Regions from separate parts of the Hordeum vulgare genome. Here region 1 is linked to region 2. Evidence: chromatin contacts called from public Hi-C data. All regions are on one chromosome and are shown on one strand. Each heading gives the region's core, a stretch centred on a gene start, on an enhancer-like site or on the middle of the called end of the contact. The rest is flanking DNA. Distances are from core to core; before and after follow the strand shown. Region 1 holds the start of LOC123448031 (NDR1/HIN1-like protein 1). Region 2 has its middle 7.4 kb from the start of LOC123448030.

Region 1 (2,700 bases), core at 146-2,645, 45 kb after region 2:
AAAAAACTATTATTTTGCCAGTGTCGTCCCATAGTTGTGTGATTTCCTATACTCTACCACAACCACTAGCTGTATGCATTTATTTAGTTCAATTGCGTCTTTCGTTAAGTTCTCAAACTTCTTGCTCTGATTTCAGGTTAGGCAGTAGGAGCTTGTGGAGAAGCACTACTGCATGATAGTCCAAAGATGACACATCAATCAGAGATCCTTCGACGAAACTGTGTGCGATGTATGAATCTCAAACGTATAGTTCAAGATCCCTCGTCAATAACGCGAACGTGTGCGATGGCGGACCCATCGAATATGATTCAGAAAACATTTACGTGTGCAATTTGTGGCATACGGTTCTTCCATACAAACTGTTTGCGATTAGCTAAAATAACACAAATGGTTACAGAGATCCAGATGTGTGCGATAGAGGGCACACAGTTCACTATCATCAACTGTGTGCAATGTTACAACAGAACATAAATGATTCGGCATAACAAGATGTGTGCTATATACATCATAAATGTCTGTTTGTGATGGTCCTTCCAATCACACACGCTCTATTTTTGCGTGACGTGTGTGACCGGACCGATGATTTATGTGTGTTGTGTGGGATAGCCCCCCTATCGCCCATACATGCAAGGTAACGGTTTAGATCTACGTCGCGGAAAGGGGGTAAAAACCGTTTGTATAACACTCGGTTGCACTAGTGGAGGCAGCGTCGTCGACGATGTTGCCACGCTTTTCTTCGTCACCGTTTCCCTGTCGAGGAGCTTGCTGCTCCAGCCATGGCAACGGTGTGGGCACGAGAGGGAGAGAGGGAGAGGAAGAGAGAAAGAAAGAGAGGGATAGAGAGATATTTGGTAGGGGTTGGGAAATGTAAGAGATGGGTCACAAGGGTCTTTCTATATAAAAAGGAGCAACATGTGGTGGTGTGTGCTTTTCTCGTGTGGCGGTTGAGCCCTCAATCGACGTGTGGCAGTTGAACCCTCAATCGATATGGCGTGGTCAACGCATCACACGGACAAGTCAATCAAACTCGTGAAAAAAGACCTGGGATGAACCACTTATCAAAAGATTAAGACTTAAAGATGCACTTTTAAAATAATTGGAACGAAAATAACACCCTGGTGAAACTTTCAAGGACCTTGAGTGCATTTAACTCTTCTCAAAATTACTCCAAGTTCAAAGAGGCCACAAGAGAGCTGCTGTGTATTGTACTGCCTCCATGATTTAAACATGATCACCTCACACAATCTCTGCCCCACACAAACATAATATATTAAAATAAAAGGTGATGACCCATAAAAGAACCATGACGCAATTTGCTTTATTTTATTTCGGAAATCACGACTCAATTCGGAGAGCCCGTTTTATTCACGCCACCGGAGCGGCCTGGCCACCTCACTTTCAACCAGACACCACCCCTCTTCTTGCTCTGCTCTCCTCTCCTCTCCTCTCCCACACGCGTCCTAAAGCAAAGCAAGCTCGGCGAAAAGCAGCTCGGACGCCATGGGCAAGGACTGCGGCAACCACGGCGAGGACGACGTCCGGCGGGCGTGCCGGCGCCTCCTGGCCATCCTCTTCTTCCTGGCCCTGGTGGTCGCCGTCATCGCCCTCATCGTCTACCTGGTCCTCCGCCCCACGCACCCGCGCTTCTACCTCCAGGACGCCTCGCTCCGGCAGCTGGACGTGCTCACCGCCAACGCCTCCGCCGCCGCCGGCGTGCTCTCCACCGTGCTCCAGGTCACCGTCGCCTCCCGCAACCCCAACGACCGCGTCGGCGTCTACTACGACCGCCTCGACGTCTACGCCTCCTACAAGTACCAGCAGATCACGCTGGCCTCCGCGCTCCCGCCGGTCTACCAGGGCCACGGCGACGTGGAGGTCTGGTCCCCGGTGCTCTCCGGCCCCAGCGTCCCCTTCGCGCCCTACCTCGCCGATGCGCTCGCCAAGGACGTCCAGGCCGGGTACCTCATCCTCCAGGTCAAGATCGACGGCCGCGTCCGGTGGAAGGTGGGCAGCTGGATCTCCGGCCACTACCACATCTTCGTGACCTGCCCCGCCTTCCTCGTCGGCGTCGGCGGCAACGGCGCGCCGGGGGCCAGCGGGCTCAGGTTCCAGACCGCCACCTACTGCCACGTCGAGGTCTAGCCGTACGTCCGTCCGTGCTCTGCTTCTTCTTCTTCTTTTTCCTCTGCTCCGTCGTCGGCGGCGAGGTAGGTTTCTTGCGGGTGGCGCGCGCGCGTGTGCGTAGCGAAGAGCATCATCAAGGCTCAAGGCCAAGGGGTGGGGGTGGTACATGGACATGGTGGTAATAAGTGTTAGCGTCGAGGGGTATAGGTGTAAAAAAAGAGAAGGAAAAATTTAGGGTGGGTTAAGTTAAATTGATGCTGCGATTTACACGTAAATTGTGTTTTGTTTGTGTTTACTTATTAATTGTTGGCGGACTGTTTGTTCCACGTTTAATTGTCAAATATATATATAAATATAAACTTGTTGTGATTGATGGAACTAAGGTGAAATGGTTGATGCTGGGGTTGCAATTAGTAGCGGGTTTTGTTTTTGTTGCAATTTGAGTTGAGAGAGCTTTTTGTTGTGGTTCAACGACAGCTTTTTAGATTAGATTTTGTTGGAAGGGTGCTAGCTTAAGCTTGGCTAGGTTGGTGGCAACAACCAGATAGTATCGTCGATGATGACGAGCTTTATGGT
Region 2 (2,700 bases), core at 124-2,623:
CCCCTGTTGAGAAGATTTGCGCTTGTCGGATTATTATGGCTTTTATCAAGGGACAATGGACGATAACGGATGTTTTCGCCGGTGCTGCCTGATAGGATTACATACAGGGGGTTGGTTGGGGTTGCCCAGGGGCAGAGGGGGAGGATGATCTTATCTCCTGTCTGAATGGGGGCCATAAGATTTGCATTTGTCCGTGCACAACTTCTATCGAGCTCTCCTTTTTCTTTTCTTCTTTCTTTTTTAAAAAACATGATGCGTTATGGAATTGATTGTAGTAGTAGCTATTACTCTCTCTCTTCCTACATATACTTAGGTACAGACGGAGTACTTTTTTTTTTTTTTTTGCGAAGGTACAGACGGGAGTACTTGATATGTTTCTACCAAGTTACTGCATGAAGAGATTTGGTAGCATATTGGCAACAACGACACGGGAAAAACGATTTGGTAGCAACAGGGACCCAAACCGTTACTGGCTGAATTTTGTTTCTATTTCAATTCTTGTGTCCTGCCAATAGCGGGAAGGAAGGCAAGGTAAAGTCTGGGTCAAACGGGGTCGCGTTACCTAGTAGGTTAGTGAAAGGTGATTGCAACAGTGGAGAAACTAGCAGTAGAGAGGCTTGCATTTATCCGGGCTTGCTGGCTGTTGCTCGGCGCGCATTCGCCATCAATGGTTGTTTCCTTTTCTATGCGAAGGCGACGGCCATGAGGGAGGAAGGAAGGAGGGGTCTTTGTCCCCTTCTCATCTTTTATCATCCATCGGTGCGCACAACTTACATGGCAACACAAAGGTCACGTCCAGTCTCTCTCTCTCTCTCTCCTTTCTCTCCCCTCTCTCTTAACACCCAGAGACAAGGCTTGTCAATTGTACAAAGAAAGAAAAGGTTGAAGAAAGTTAATGGTAGTGCTAGTTTGGTCGCCGGATTTGGTCTAGCGTCACAATTCGTTAGTGGCCACTGCCCACTGCACTGCACTGCATGTACGTAGCAGAAGGAAGGAAGGAACGAACGATCCACGACGCCAGCCGGCCGGCCAGCCGTGGCTCTCACGCAGCGTAGGAAGGAACCGGGATTAAGAATCAATCGTGCAGTCCAAGGCCTAAAAAGGTGGAGCCGACTGGGCGCACCGCTTTCGCTGCAACCACCGCCGCCATGTACGCCACGAGAAGGCCGGTGCCGCGTCGAGTCGAACCCAAGATATAGGTAGTAGAACCGCGTGATGAATGGACTGGACTGACTGTAGGACGCGACGCCGCCTACCGTGTGGAAAATGGGTGAGCAACCCGCACATGGCGGCGAAGCTTCCATGCATGCCTCTCGGTCGAGCCTGGACTTTCCCGATGCGTCTAGGCAGGCAGCGGCAGCCGGTGGGTGCGCGTCCTTTCGGCACCACCCCCCGCCACCGATACTGGCAGTGTTATAATTCGCCCAGGGAGGAGTAAACTGTGAGCCATGTGACCGGAGGCAAACAAGTTGATTAAAACCCCGTTATGAAGAGACTTTGGAGTGACTCCACCTGTATCTGTTGGTTGGGACGCATGTGTCCCTCCCGTACTTACCAGCCTTCGTATCCGTGGAAGAAGCCGTGCTTCGGCCGCATGGTTCGCACGCACTTTGGCTCAGCTCAGGATGGTCGCCATTCGTATATGCTTACTTGCTGACTACTCCCTTTATTCTGGTTCAGATCATTGCAAATCCAGCCCCCTAAATGCCCGTGGGCGGACCTGGTTGGTCACGTTTTAAATTTCTCTCTCTCTCTTCACATTCAACCACTAGCTAAGCCAGAAAATTAGTACAAGGGAGGCGAAGTATAGTTAAACCTTGTTAGGGAGGGCCAATCCATCAAAAAACACCATTTTGGCATATAAAAAATCTATTACTATTCATTCTAGGCTTAAATCACTAATGTTAGGGGGCACGGCCCTGACTGGCGCCCCCTGTCTCCGGCAGTGCATTCAACTTCCTCATATTTATATAAAAGCATGCGGAATATATCTTACATGCTAACTAGTGTACTATACTTCTTCCTCGTCACGGATGGCCTGATCCGCCTTTGTCGGAGCGTGAGCCGCTTGCACCGTCTCTTGCATCGCTCGCGCTTCCTCCATCTGTTGTCGACGAAGACGCCTCACCTCTGCAGCCGACTTCAAGCGGATGGAGTTGACGATAGCCAACTACTTCGGCCACAGACCGATGATCGTCGGCGATCGTAGGCGTCTCCTCCTTCAGCGCTTGCGGCGTCGCCTCCTCCTTCGATTCCGCCGCCTCCTCCGACGCATCTGGCTCCTCTTCGGGCTCCTCCCTCATCTCCCCCTCGAAACCCTCCTTTGGTTCTAAAGGTAGCCGCGCTTCCTCGGATTTGGACCTGCTGAAGGAGGAAGAGACGATGCTAGATCATGTAATGTTGGTGACGTGTGGTATGGCTGACGGGCTCGGAGAGGGAAGTGCGAGAGGAGGCGGATGTGCTCGGGTGGCGGCAAAGAGAGGGAGGAGGCGGATGTGCTCGGGTTGGGGGGCGTCGACCGGCTTAAATAGACGGCCGCGACCTCTGACGGGGAGCTGGAGCGACGCCACGCGGCGTTCACACCGCGTCGACAGTCGAGGCGCCTGTCAGACCGGCGGGTTTCCTAGTGAGTCTGCATGGGGCCACGTCGTCATTCCGACGTGGCGGGTGTGCCCCGGCGCTCGGGCTTCCCCATATCCG

What was found. Hi-C and Micro-C count contacts between places; a contact is called where the count stands out from the background.
Region 1: a contact with region 2 is called in a Hi-C map of leaf, with 2.4 times the contacts expected there. The contact joins the promoter of LOC123448031 here to the enhancer-like site in region 2. A contact is called at or near these places in 5 of 6 Hi-C or Micro-C datasets (leaf, seedling and an unstated tissue) and 1 of 1 datasets of contacts at active chromatin or transcription factors (embryo).

What each region holds. Positions count from the first base shown.
Region 1 is chr4H:101,852,933-101,855,632 of MorexV3_pseudomolecules_assembly, forward strand. It overlaps LOC123448031 (NDR1/HIN1-like protein 1), which reads left to right and starts at 1,396. Exons shown (of 1, transcript XM_045124796.1): 1 at 1,396-2,502. The coding sequence starts at 1,501. The coding sequence ends at 2,142.
Region 2 is chr4H:101,808,443-101,811,142 of MorexV3_pseudomolecules_assembly, forward strand. No RefSeq gene overlaps it. Among protein-coding and RNA genes, the nearest start is that of LOC123448030, 7.4 kb to the left of the region's middle. Within about 2 kb of position 1,374, at least 3 of the 3 cell types and tissues checked have open chromatin away from gene starts, as enhancers often do. A contact at or near this core is called in leaf and seedling, where this site is marked.